Regions from separate parts of the Mus musculus genome. Here region 1 is linked to region 2. Evidence: chromatin contacts called from public Hi-C data. All regions are on one chromosome and are shown on one strand. The core of a region is the stretch at or near the end of the contact, and the rest is flanking DNA. Distances in the headings are between cores, read along the strand shown.

What was found. A called contact is a pair of places that touch in the nucleus more often than the background predicts.
Region 1: a Hi-C map of cortical neurons shows a contact between it and region 2, with 2.3 times the contacts expected there. The contact joins the promoter of Itih1 here to the enhancer-like site in region 2. A contact is called at or near these places in 18 of 39 promoter capture datasets (the 3T3-L1 cell line, 3T3-L1-derived adipocytes, the C10 cell line and 10 more), 1 of 15 datasets of contacts at CTCF or cohesin (pro-B cells), 20 of 484 Hi-C or Micro-C datasets (the 3T3-L1 cell line, the AML12 cell line, the C10 cell line and 14 more) and 5 of 9 other capture datasets (adipose tissue, embryonic stem cells, liver and 2 more).

The regions. Positions count from the first base shown.
Region 1 is chr14:30,937,560-30,944,897 of GRCm38.p6, forward strand. Itih1 (inter-alpha trypsin inhibitor, heavy chain 1) reads right to left here and starts at 5,730. Exons shown (of 22, transcript NM_008406.3): 1 at 5,600-5,730; 2 at 5,335-5,355; 3 at 4,901-5,067; 4 at 4,365-4,469; 5 at 3,923-4,085; 6 at 3,313-3,426; 7 at 400-525; 8 at 198-314. The coding sequence starts at 5,707.
Region 2 is chr14:30,690,512-30,697,141 of GRCm38.p6, forward strand. It overlaps Rft1 (RFT1 homolog), which reads left to right. Exons shown (of 13, transcript NM_177815.3): 13 at 1-806. The coding sequence ends at 98. Among named protein-coding and RNA genes, the nearest start is that of Sfmbt1, 22 kb to the right of the region's middle. Within about 2 kb of position 5,295, at least 94 of the 459 cell types and tissues checked have an H3K27ac peak or open chromatin away from gene starts, as enhancers often do. A contact at or near this core is called in 3T3-L1-derived adipocytes, adipose tissue, cerebral cortex and 5 more, where this site is marked.

The sequences.
Region 1 (7,338 bases), core at 4,480-6,979, 250 kb after region 2:
TCAAAACTGAGAAGAGCTGTGCTCACCTGTATTTGCACAGCAAGGAAACTCGTTGATTCCCCAGCAGGGATTTCCAGTTACATCCCTTTCTCTGTCCATCAGCACAAGTCCCAAGGCGCTCTACAGCCAAACCTTCACGACATGAAGGCGAGCCAGAGACGCTGCAGCTGGGTGAGCTGCCCAAAGGTGCCATTTACCTGCCTCACTTTCTGGCCTTCCATGGAGCCACTGATGTCAATCACAAAAACCAGGTTCTTGCTCATGTTGGTCAGGTTTTTGGGGGCAAAGAAATGTGTAAAGTAGTTGTTGGCCACCTGGAACAGAAAAGAGGCAGAGAGACCTTTCTCCCAGTTGACTTTCCCTGCCCTGTAGGGCTTGCACCATGAGCCTTAGGCTTACCAGGAGGTCACAGAGCTTGTCTCGATTGACATCGTAGGTCACCTTGAATTCTCCATTTAGCAAGGATGTAGAACATGTGGGGCAGGACTGCTGCTGGCTCACAGTGGGGCGGAAGAGCACATGACCCTGAAAGCAAAGAAGGTGTGAGGCATGGGGGGGTACAGATAGGATGTCTGCTAGATAGCTTAAGGGGTGTGTTGTGAGTGTGTGTGTGTGCGTGTGTGCGTGTGTGTGTGTGTGTGTGTGTGTGTGTGTACACCTGAATATGATTGCCTACAGGCATAGGAGTAAGCCCAGTGGTGGGTCATTCTTTTAGGTTTGAGTGAGTATACTTGCCTGTAGTAAGAGAAAAGACTAATTTTTTTTGTTTGCTCCTGAATTGTTGGAAGTTTTATAATAACCACCAGTATTTAGAGTATAAGAACAAGATTAAAATAATAGCAGTATGATAGTGTAAAAGATATCAGTCATCTCAAACTGTGGGGTTAAAGGCGATGAGCCATCATGATAGCAATGCCCATGATCCCGTGATCCCACCATTCAAGTGGCTGAGACAAGAGGATCTCTAGTTCAAGGCCAGCCTGGGCTCCACAGTGATAGAGCAGATATGGTCTTTAAAAACAAAAAGTAAGACAACAATCTTATGCATGGAAAAAAACCAAACCCCCCCCCCAACAACAACCCTTGGTCATTTGATTGGCAAAAAGCAGAGAGGAGAGGGCAGGCCCAGGAAGATGATGACATCTAGTTTGAGTGATGTAGACACTCACGGAAGCTACCGGTGATTCACCACTCTCTCTGCTCTGGACTTTCTATGCTTTCTTTAAAGGATGTTAAAGGCTAATTAGCTTGTTATAATAAGATATGTTCATCTTTTAAAATAGAAGGCTTGACAATGACTGTTAGAAGAGGACCCATCCCCACCCAGTCAACAATAAACCTGCTAACATTTCAAGGTGTCTGTCTGGCTTTGTTGAAAGGGTATTCCGGATTTAGGGCGTGGTTTGGCAAGTGAAGCGCTTGCTGAAAAGCCCGATGACTGATTCTGAGCCTCAGAACCCTAACATATGGAAGACAAGTGACCCATGGAGCTGTCCTCATCCCTCCAAACACATACTGTGGCATGCTTGCACACACATAAAAACAATTATTAATAATAATTTTTCAAATAATGAAAATTAAAGGTTTCCTGATTGTCTTAGTTAGAGTTTCTATTCCTGAACAAACATCATGACCAAGAAGCAGTTGGGGAGGAAAGGGTTTATTCGGCTTACACTTCCATACTGCTGTTCATCACCAAGAAAGTCAGGACTGGAACTCAAACAGGGCAGGAAGCAGGAGCTGATGCAGAAGCCATGGAGGGATGTTCTTTACTGGCTTGCTTCCCCTGGCTTGCTCAGCCTGCTCTCTTATAGAACCAAGACTACCAGTCCAGAGATGGCACCACCAACAAGGAGACCTCCCCTCTTGATCACTAATTGAGAAAATGCCTTACAGCTGGATCTCGTGGAGGCATTTCTTCAACTGAAGCTCCTTTCTCTGTGATAACTCCAGCTGTGTCAAGTTGACATAAAACTAGCCAATACACTGATGAATTGTAAGAGACACTTTCTCAGTGACTTATGGAGCCCCCGTGCATAGGGCATGAGAGCTGAAAGATGGCTCTTGGCCTGGGTTCAGGGCTACTTGGGAAGTAGGGTGTTGCAAGAACAGAACTTCTGGGGATCCTGGGTGGTCAGTGACAAGTCACAGACCTTTCCAAAGTTGGGTGTCAAAAACAAAACAAAACAAAACAAAAAGCTAAGGGTTGTTTGATGTGCCCCAATGATCTTCCAAGGGCAGGATATAAGCAAAGAAGAAACTGATACAAGCTGTCAAGACACAGCCAGTGTGCTGAGACTAGTTCTTTCCTATCTCAGATGAGCAGGAGACTAGAACACTTCTGAGATTCCACCTGGATACATGCACCCATTATAGTTTGGATATAGACTATCTTCCTGAAAGACTCATATGTTGAAGGTCAGTGAGGCAAGTGGAGTTCTGAGGCCTGGATTTGGGGGAGTGACTGGATCCTGAGGTGCTGCCTCCATCAGTGGACTGATCCACGACAAATCCAGAACATGAATAGATAATTACCCAGCGTGGTTGATCACATCTGTAATCCCAGCACTCGGGAGGGCGAGCCAGGAGGATTGTGTGTTTAAGGACAGTCTAGGCTGAATAATAAGACCCTGCCTCGATAAATCACAACAAAATTTAACCAAGAAAATTGAAGCTAGGTTGGTCACTGGAAAAGTGCCTTTGAAAGTCTCTTCTTCTTCTTCTTCTTCTTCTTCTTCTTCTTCTTCTTCTTCTTCTTCTTCTTCTTCTCCTCCTCCTCCTCCTCCTCCTCCTCCTCCTCCTCCTCCTCCTCCTCCTTCTTCTTCTTCTTCTTCTTCTTCTTCTCCTTCTTCTTCCTCCTCCTCCTCCTCCTCCTCCTCTCTCTATCTCTCTCTTTCTCTCTCCCTCCTCCCCCTTCCTCCCCTCTCTCCCCCTTCCCCCTTCCCCTCCCCCTTCCCCTCTCCTTCTCCCTCCTTCTCCCCCCTCTCTTTCTGCTTCCTGGCTGCATAAGCTGAACAACCTCTATTCCTGCAAGCATTTCTTCTATAATGTTACCCCACCATGTTCCAGAAACAGCAGAGCAAGCTGACCATGGATTGAGACCTCAGAAACCAGGAGTCAAACTAAATCCCTCTTCCTTGAAACTGTTTCTCTCAGGGATTTGCCACAGTTGATGGAAAGTCTGACTAATAACTCATCGGGACAGCCTAATTACACTGCCTGGTCCTGTGCCCAGCCTGGATATTTTAGAAAGGCTGAGTTGAGCTGAGAAGTCTCTAAGGTCCCATCCCCATCCCATTGTTCTTCACATACCTTTTTCCCTGAGAAAGACTTCTTGATGGTTTGAGCAGCCAGTTCCTCACTGAGGAAGGAGGCCTGAGCGTCCAGCTTGCTGATCCCCTGGGGTTCAAAGATGTCCACATCGATCTGCATGGAAGCCAGTTCTGTGCTAAGGCCCATGTGGGCTAGCACCAAATTTCAGCCAAGAGCCCTGTGGATCTGCCTTTCTACTGTGTGCAGGATCCACCCAGCCCTTAGCAGGGCCTGGCTCATCATAGTCAGTCCAGAAATACTGACTGAAAGATGCCCATGCCTGAACCCTTCAACTTGGCCCCTCCTGCTGACTGACACATAAGTGTCAGTACTTTTTGTAATCTGGTGGCAGTCTTGGGAAATGCAGGGATGTATTTAGCAGGTACAGAAATTGGGGGATCATGGATGACAAGAAAGCTGGGAGATTCAAGGGGCTTCCTGCTGCGGAAGAGCCCACAGGAACCCGTCCTAAGGACTCACTCTCATTCCTTGTATTTTTTGGGCCTGGGCTAAGGGAGAGGGCTGAACCATTGCTGAAAGCCACAGTTGGTGTGGGATTGGGGGTGGGAGAAAGAACGTGAGGAATCCTGTCTGGGAACTTGCAAAGTACCTCAAAATGCTGTACCAGCTGCTTGGGTCTGACTTTGATGGTGATGTCATACTGCATCAGTCTCCTCTTTAGTACCTCCTCATAGGTGAGCCGGAACGTGGCCTTGCTCTGGGCTCCAACAGTGATATGGATGGTGAACTGCTCCATATTTCTGCCCGAGGCTCTGAACATGTCACCAGAGGCAGCAATAGGCAAAGGGTGACATGTACAGTTTCAACACCTAAAGCTTGTCCCTCAGAACCAGTTCCTCTTATTATCACACCACCCCCCCCAAGGCAAGAGCTCAAGGATGTACCCCACCCTAGCCCCAGATGCCAGCTTAGACAGGCTTACTCAAGCTTCCATCCTCCTGGAGGTGCTCCCTCCTCACAGTCCCCAGCTCCATCCTGGATGGTCAGAAGGGAGAGCCCTGGAAGCTTGGCCACTAAGGCCTGGAACTTACCTGACAAGGCCAGCGCTCTCCCCTAAAACGGCTGCCTTCCGGTACTGCTTCCATGCAGTCACTTTGTCCTTTATGTCCCCAATGAACGCCTTCCCATCTGATGTTCTGCATGAAAGGGAAAAGCCCCCAGTAGTGGTGGCCTGACTTCACTGCCTGGGTTGTCCTTTGTACTGAGTATTCTGAGCCTAGGACCCTGTCCACACAACTCCTTGAAAAGGGAGTCTCTGCTGTCTGCTGCCTCTACTGTCCACTGCTGAGAGGACCCATAGGAAGTCAGTAGATAACCATAGTCACAGAGGCCACATCACTCACTGGATTTGCTCCCCAAGTCAAAAGCTTTGAAAACAAGCAGTCAGAGGCTCTGATTTTCTGTGTAAGGTGGGAGGTGAGACCTCTAATGGACCTCTTTCCTCCTACCCCTCTAAGCTGGGGCTGGCCATGACCCAAGTGAGATCTCACTACTCTGAACTCAGGCTGAACAGGTGAGTGGACACAAGTGGAGTAGAGTGTAAGAGTTAGACAGGGCACGCACGCACATGGCAAAGTCACTGATGAAGGCTGTCTTGGGGATTTCCACATCAAAAGCCACTTCCCTGGCTTTATCAGCATTGTTGACCACTTGGCTGGTGATGACGTAGTGGGCAAAGCGAGAGGTGACTTTGCAATTGACTTTCAAGCTCTTGATGGACACACCATTGACTGACTGAAGATAATACTAATAATAATTAATAATAATAATAATAATAATAATAATAATAATGGACTCTACCCACTCTAGAGCAAAGTGCCCAGATTCCCAAAGAATACACCAGACCTCCCAAGAAGACCCTCTTTCTTTGCTGGAGACATGAGGTCACATTTCAAGTGATGGGAGCCCCCTGCCTGTTGCACTGACAGAGGCATACAGGGATGGGAAAAAGCAAACCTGTAGTAAGGGCCCCATCTTGGACCCCTTGGCCAAATAACTTACAGTGTCCACAGCGTGTCGCTTCTGCAAAACAAAACCACCACTAAGTGTGAGTGGGGACGCTCAGGGACCCTGATCCATTTATTAAGGGTGGGAATGGGGTCTGTGTGCTCTCCTCCTCCACCTCCCTCCTGCCGCTGGGAGGCTTCCTCTTCAAGAAGAAATGATCAGTGGGTGAGGGAGGCTCATGTCCCTGATGCAGGAGCTGCAGCCCCGGGGCCCAGTGCAGGGACAACTGCCTATCTATGCTAAGGGCTTACTCACATACCTCACTGCCCCTGGGTCTGCCTGTTGCCAAGCCCAAAGCAGGCCTGGCCTGCAGAGTGAGGAGCGGCAGCAAGCACAGCAGCACCCGGAGCCCTGTGGCACCCTCCATGATCTCCAGGCTCTCAATTCCCCGTCACTTCCCTCAGACTGTTAGTTAATACTGTGCTGGACAAACACAGTTTAAACATTAGACACAGCGGAGGCAAATAGCAGGGTTTAGGGAATCAATGAGCTGGGACGTAGCTCACTGGTAGATGGTTTGTCTACCGTTGTTGGTAGGTGCCATGCACTAAGCTCTGGATTTAATTCCTAGGGGAATATGTATATATATATCTCAACATGTTAAGTGAAGTTGAAGAAAAAGTTTGCAGATCCTGGGTGATGGCTCAGCAGGTAAAGAAATTTACCATAAAGCCTGACTACCTGAGTTTGGAACTAACTCCCTCAAGTTATCCTCTGACCTCCACCTATGGGTTGTGGCATGAATGTACTTACAAACACACACACACACACACAGAGACCGAGAGACAGAGAGAGAGAGAGACGGAGAGATGGAGAGACAGAGAGACAGAGAGACAGAGACAGAAAGACAGGCAGACACACATACAGAGAGAGATGGTTGGAGAGACAGACACACAGAGAGAGAAAGCAACAAAAAGTGTTCATGGCAGCTAGGCTTGGTGGCACACACCTACAATCCTAACACTAGGGAGGTGGGGTCAGGAGGATGAGTTCAAGACAAGCCTCAGCTACATTGGGAAACCAGTTGGGCTATATGAGATCTTGTCTTTAAACATGGGTGAGGAAGGGTGCTGAGCTGGATCAACAGCGGAGAGGTCTTGCTGCCTTTCCAGGGGACTCAAGTTTAATTGTCAGCCCCTGTGTTGGGAACCGCCACCCCCTTCTGGTTTCTGTGGGTACTGCATAGGCCCACATGTAGGAAAAATAACTTTTAAAACCATGGCAGTTACTACTTTCTTCTTGTAAACAGGCAGCTCAGGGCTGTGGAAAGTCCCTGCCAGACTCCAGATTGCCCTTGTGTATTTATCTGCACTCCGTCAAGAAGGCTTGTGGAGCCCTCAAATGCTTCCTTTCCTGTCTCAAGTACCAGGCAGCACCAGTCTCATATACAGTTAACTTTTGGCAAGAGGACAGAGGCGATACAATAGAATTTCTAAGCTTAATGAAGCTTTTCGTCCAGAATTCTTCAACAAACTTTCCAGTCATGCTTTGGCCACAGATGTGACTGGGTGTTATGACACCCAGTGACACATTTGGTTCTGATGATTCGGGAGGCTTGGGGGAAGCACAGCGGTGACCCATGCTCCGGGCGTATTGCATCATCTCGCTGACCTTCTTGCTGGATTTGGAAAGAAAAACAGAAGTCAGCTTTGTCCTGCTCCCACCAGGCCAGCATGCTGTCACCATGGAAGACACCAATGGCAGCACCTTCTTAGAATCAAGGCCTCTGGAAGCCTCGAGCAGTTGTTCTTTACTGTCTAAGGTCTAGTCATGTGTCTCTGGGACAGCCACACTTGAACTGAGGTCTCAGGCTCCAGCGCCCATCATGTAGAGAGGTAGGCATATGCCCTGAGACACAAAGCCGGGAAAACAGAGTGGAGACCCCAGAGGGGAGAGTCCTCAGAGGCCTGGCTTGCCCAACAAGTGGCTCAGCTTTTATGTGCAAACCCTGTCCCCGACAATCCACTGGACAGCTGCAGTCATTTGGTTAGGTCACTC
Region 2 (6,630 bases), core at 4,045-6,544:
GAGTGACTCTTGGGACAGCGTTCCTCACAGAGACCAAGCTGATCCACTTTCTCAGGACTCAGTTGGGTAGATCCAGACTCAGTGACAAAATGACATGACTTTGGTGACGCTTTGGCACTTTTGGTATCTGGACCCAGCATAGAACGGTTCTTGGACATGCGTTGTTGTGGGAAAGCCCTGATGTGGAGTCAGGATCAGCCTGGAGGAGAGACTACAGAGGACAGATCTCCAGTCCAAGGCTTCCCACCAAAGCAGGAGCGCCTTTTCAGTGAAGACCAAAAACCCTTTTTGTTAATGAACTAGTTCCCTTTGAGTGTGATTGACCTTTGAAGTTACATCTTTTAACAAACTCTCTTAAATGTTAATATTTAACCATTGTTTGGCCAAGAAAAAGCAATGCAGCCATTGACCTGCCGCAAGAATGGTTAGTTTCTTCTATAAAAGAAGTAAGGAGCCCCTGAAGTTATACACCAAACAAGAACAAATCATGGTGTAAAAATTGTGGCTTTCAGCCGGGTAGTGGTGGCACACACCTTTAATCCCAGCACTTAAGAGCCAGAGGCAGAGGCAGACGAATATCCAAGTTCCAGGACAGCCAGAGCTGTCTCAAAAAAACAAATATAAAAAAATAAAAATGTAGCTGGGCGTGGTGGCGCTTGCCTTTAATCCCAGCACTCGGGAGGCAGAGGTAGGCGGATTTCTGAGTTCGAGGCCAGCCTGGTCTACAAAGTAAGTTCCAGGACAGCCAGGGCTATACAGAGGAACCCTGTCTCGAAAAACCAAAAAATAAAAATAATTTTAAAAAAGATGTGTCTTTCCCTGTGTCAGTCCTGTGGTTACTCAGTGATAAATACTTCTGAAATAACGTTTGCTGTCCAGGGGATTGAACCCGGGCCTTCACTCATGTGAACCAGGCTCTCTACCACTGAGCTATATCCATACCCCCAGCCTACACATTGATACATCCAGGAGATCCAGATCTTATTTCCCAGAAGTCCCTGGGGAAGGTCTTTGCTCTCATGGCCGTGCTGTCTCTTCTAGAGCAGCTCATGTCCCAGAATGAGTTGCCCCGGATTTCTTGACTGTAGAGTGTATGAAAACTGCCGGGTGCCTTTAGACCTAGCCATCCTCGGAAGCGGGAGAACTCTGATGGAAACTCTGAGCTGCTTTGTCCCTAAGGTGCTGCTTTCCAGCTTGCTTTTCGTTTTGCCATGACAGTCACACAGATGATGATCACAGTTACATAGGTATCTCTTTTTAGCCTTAGAATAAAACAAAGGCACATTGCATATGGCAAAAATCAGAGTCAAACCCTCTGAACTGACTCATCATTTCCAGTACTGGTCGGTACAACTGTTCTCTAGCCCAGAGCAAGAATGGCATGTCCAGAGGTGTGGGCCTCCAGGCTCACTCATAAGCCAGGCTTCCTGCGGCCTGTGAGCTGCTCCTGCAGGGGAGGTCATCCGGCTTTTCTCTGGGATGTAAAATAGGTGCATGGGTTTCTTTTTCCTCTTTAATCCCCTTTTGGATGTGGTTGCCCTTGGTGCTATCTACACAGACTTGATCTTGATGCCCAATAGTTTATAATCCTCTGGCACAACATCCCCACATCTTCCATATTGGCCTCTAAAGAGCCAACAAGGAGAACTAGAGGGCCAGATATGTTAGCATGCATCCTTAATTCCAGTACTCACACTTAGGTGGATCTCTGAGTTCAAGGCCAACCTGGTCTACATAGGGAGACTGTCTCAAAATGAAAAACAAAACCCATGTATTTACCTTTTTTTTTTTTTTTTTTGCACTTACCTTTTTAAAAAAGTGCATGTGTATGACTTGTGTATGTTGTATGATTTGTGTATGTGTGCTCGTGTGGGCACCCGTGTGATGGAGGTCAGAGGACAGCTCATAGGACTTGGCTTTCTCTTTCCAGGTTGTCAGGCTTGTGTGGCAAGCTCTCTCATTTATGAGCCCTATTGCCAGCCCCAAGAGCATCATTTAAAACCGTTTGCTAGGAGTTAATACAGAGAGGCCCGGACGTCAAGAGTCAGCAGTATAGTAAGACTGGGCCAGTGACCTTGACATGTGCTTTGTTCTTCTGGGGTACTGGGGACTATGCCAGTGCTGTGACACTGAGCTACGCCGCCAGCCCTCTGTAAGAGTTTTATTTTGAGACAAGATCTTGTTAAGTTGCTTTGCTTGGCCTTGAACTTGTGACCCCCCTGTCTCCTGAATAACTGGGATAGGGCATAGAGCCAGTGTTCAGGCTACCTGGGTGTGTTTTTATCTACTCAGAGGCTTCTCCGCATGTCTTCAGGGACAGTATTTAAATGAAAGGTATCCTGGATGACTAGAAGCCCTCTAAAAAGTATAGTTTCAATTGTATTTATGTAAGCCTGGGCCAAGCTAGCTCAGAAGTGAGTAGTTCCTTGGAGTATCGGGGAGAGCACACAGGAAGCAGCTTTCCTCCGCATGTCTTCTTGCTGTCTTATGAGCATATAGGAATGGGCCATCAGAGCTCATGAGCCCCTTTCTCTACTGGCTACCCCCATCTCTTCCCTAGAACCCTGTCACCACGTGCCCTCTTAATCCCAAACCTAGAGCATGGTCCTTAGGCTGCCTTCCTCAGAGTCTCTGGGTTTTCAGAAGTGGAGGTTCCTGGATCTATGCTACACCTTCAGAATCCGTTTGGGGGCTCAAGTCTGAGCTTTTCAGCAAGCTCACCTAACTATGATGCTGGCAAGATGAGTCCAGTGTGTCATCCTCCTTCCTAGCAGGCCAGGACCAGCCACGCCCACCCCCACAGTATCTGTTGTCTGCTCCTGGCAGCGGCAGTCTGTGACTTCTGAGTCTATGGGATCAAGACCAGGAGATTCTCACTCCGGGGTGGGGAGGAGGCTCTACAGCCAGACCACAGGCTCCTTTCTCTGTTCACCTTTCCGCACGCTGTCCACCAAAAGCTACTATAACATTTTATTAAAAGATGGACTGGCAGAAGGATGGCAGCTCAGGACTCCTTCCCACACCCTGCCTCCTTCTTTCTACAGCCCTGCATTTTCTCATTACCAACCCCTGCCTTCTCAGCTGTTGACATTTTGGACCAGGCCATGCAGTTTTCAACTGTGCAGTCTGGGTTCTCTAAAGCCCAGGTGAATACAGCCATGGCCTAAGGAGTTGAGGAGACCACCTCATTCTGAGATTGGCAGAGGCCGGACTTGCAGCTCCTCCTAGGTGCACAATGGGACACTTCTCATCTCTATTGGGGCCCAGACAGTGACAGCAGGGAGCAGGCTGGTAGGCAACTGAAAGAAAGAGGAGGGCCCAGAGCCAAGGCACTGCTTTCCAGGAAGTGGCTATGTTTCTCCATTGCTGAGACCATCACTTTCAACACTTTGCCTCCAGCCTGCCATCACATCTTCCATCTGTGCGGTCAAGCACGAACCTCTGAAGGAGAAATGGAGCTGGCCCCTTGTAAGGCAACTGCTGTAGGTTATACATCACAAGTGAGTCAGGATGGGACACCCTGGCATCAGGTGAGCCCTAGCCTACCTGTTTTTAGTTAGAGGCTCTGTAGAATAGCATGGTTCATCTAGGGTTGCCTTCCAGCTCCTGGCGCTCAGTGGGGTCCTGTAATAGAACAGCTTCCCTGCAGAAGGAATCTTTTCCATCATCATGTGTTACATTCTGTCCTTTTCTGCAGTAAAAAGTGCCCTTAAGTTAAGGAGTTGTTGCTACTGTCACAATTGTGGAACAGCTCTGAGGTCAAAGGTTTCCCCCAATGCAAGTGTTACAGCTCTGAAGGGAAATGTATCCTGGCAGGCAGGGAAAGTCACTCTGCACAACAGACCTCACAGAAGAGATTTATTGGGAACATCACAAGAGGGTGGCCACCTCTGCTCAGCTGAGAAGTCGCTGGACCCGAAGCAGAAGCCTGAGCAGGCTTTATATAGGTGCTTCTTAAGGGCGAGTGACTTTCCAGGGTGGCCTAGGAGTGGTGGTAAGATTTTGTGACCTGATCTTGGGGCAAGCTCAGAGATTGGTGGCCTAATCATAGACAGCCTGTAGGGTGGAGCTTGCTGCCTGCATCTTGATGGAAATGGCCGTAAGAGTAGTCTGGGCCGTAAGAGTAGCCATCATGATTGGAATGGCTTACAATAATGTCTCTCTGGCTTGGCAAATGCCTTAGGTAGAAGTCACCTGTCTTCCCTGGGTCACTGGGGACAGAAGGTGAAAATGTCACAGCCCCAGGCCTTCCTTCCCACCAGCCTCCTACTCTGAATCTTATCCACACCTCTGTCATCTGTCACAAGGCCTGGGCTGTGGAATGAAGTTGGGTTCTCCATCAGTGCCCATCAGTGAACACTGACTAACTAAGACATGACTGCTTTACTCACATTGGGAGGCGACAAATGAAGGCATGTTTCTAGTTCCTGTCTGGGAGATCCTGGCACTCTTTCCAGTGTGTGGATCTAGTGTGGCTTCCTGCAGGCCTGCTGAGTGAGAAAAAGGGAAGTCTGGGGGAGACCAGACTTCACCCTGTCTCACACACTCCTCACTCTTAGGAACCTTCTTTGAAAATCATGACATAGTAGGTGTGATGAGCTGAGCCTCCAATCCCAGCACTCAGGAAGCGTGACAGAAGGAGGCCAGCCTAGGCTACAGAGACCCTGCCTCAGGAGAAAAAGGGTATCGTGAATGGTGATAGAGTGAACAAGGTTGCCAGAGGCCCCTCTCAGAAGGGCTTTCAGTTCTTGGGAGAGTTAGGCATCAGCTCACAAAGAGAAGCTGGCAATCCCGGAACTTCAGACTTCATGGGTAAAGGTCTAGCCCCACAACATTGTCTGCCCCACTCCTCCAGACAGAGCCTGCCTTGGGTTCCATGGGAGAAATCACAAAGACTCCAGAGAATAAGCCATTGTCGCCAGAAGACAAACAGCAGTGTTTTCCTCTGTACATACTTGGACAGAATAGAGATGTTCCTCACATAGTCTTTCTTGTTTCCCTAGCGTGTTGACATAATTTCAGAAAAAGACAGACTAGCATGGTACATCTTTATGTTCTCAAATTAGAGCTGAAGATTACTCTCTTCCCCATGTGGCCTCTGATGTCCCTAAGAGGCATGTCTGTAATGACAAGAACATGTTCTGCAGGTGTGCAGATGTCAGACCATGGGGGGCAATTGAAGGACAGAGCTGCGTACATTTGTTTCTTTTGTAACTGAGTGAAATCGTGTGGTTCTGGCTGCCAGCAGGGCTCATGGGCACAGTGCCCAAGTCCACGGGTTATTCTTGCCTCTGCTTCCTCTTGGCAATCCTTGCAACAGACCGAGTAATGGAAGGCCTGGCACTGGATGGAAGGCCACCAGAGGGTGTCCTGTTATCTTATTTCTTCTACATCATCAGTGGGAAATTAGCTTATGTTCATGTCTATATTTTCAAGCACCCATCAGGGATCTCTCTCTCTCTCTCTCTCTCTCTCTCTCTCTCTCTCTGTGTGTGTGTGTGTGTGTGTTTTTCACATTATGAAACCAGGTATATAGATAGCATACACTTCTTTTTTTTTATAGTATAGAATAGAATACAGTTTATTCAGGGCATGAGGATGGGAGGTAAAGGGGTAGTAGAGGCAGAGAAAGAGAGAGAGAGAGAAAGAGAGAGAGAGGAGGCTGGCCATGAGCATATGGAGGGAGAGGTGGGGGAGGAAGTTGGGGAGAGAGGGGATAAGGGACAAAAAGACAGAGCAGGAGCAAGAAGACAAGAGCGTAGCACACACTTCTAATCCCAACACTTGGGAAGATGAACAGGAAGTTTGTTTATAGCCTGGGCTACGGAATGAGATACTATCTCAGAACAACAACAACAAAAACAAAAAAAAAAAATCATAGAAGCCCAGGGGAGTCAGAGTTGAGCAGTCCCTCAGTGGTGGGATGGGGAGTTGAGAGCTAGTGGGCCTGTGTACTTCAAGACCAGAGCCTGGACACAGCCACATTCAAGTAGGAGTGCTAGATCAGTGTAGTGCTCACCATGGAGTCTGAATGTGTCTACGTGCTGTGCTTTTTGATGATAAGTGATGTTATCTCTTGATATTGTGTATTGCGTTATTACCTGTGCCTATGGTATGTATACATGCCCATGTGTGTGTTCACATGTATATGGATGTGTTTGTGTAGGTGTGTGTATATGGATATGCAGAGGCCAGTTGAGCTGAGGCATCTTCCCTCCATTGCCCTCTTTACTGAGGTCTCTCACTGAGCCTGGAGCTCACAGACTCAGTTCAGTTACTCTAGCCAGCCAGTTTTCCCTGGGGACCCCCTGTCTTTGTTTTCTGAATGCTGGGATTACTGGGAAGCTAAGGCTCCGAAGAGTAGAAAGATGGAGCAGAAGTGTAGAGCTAACTAAGAGATACAGTTATGGTCATGGGCTGCCTCTGACCAAGGGATGCCGTAGCCTCATGAATAGGACGTTTCACATGTAATCCCTACAACACAGAGCAGGGGCTTCTGACCTTCACGGTAGAGGTCAGGGGCAGGTTTCGTGTCCATCCTAAGGGACTAGTTGTGGTGAATCCCTCCAAACCTATTTTCTATCTCAGACTGAGAGCAAGCCAGACCTTCAGTTTGGCTTGACAGGAAGA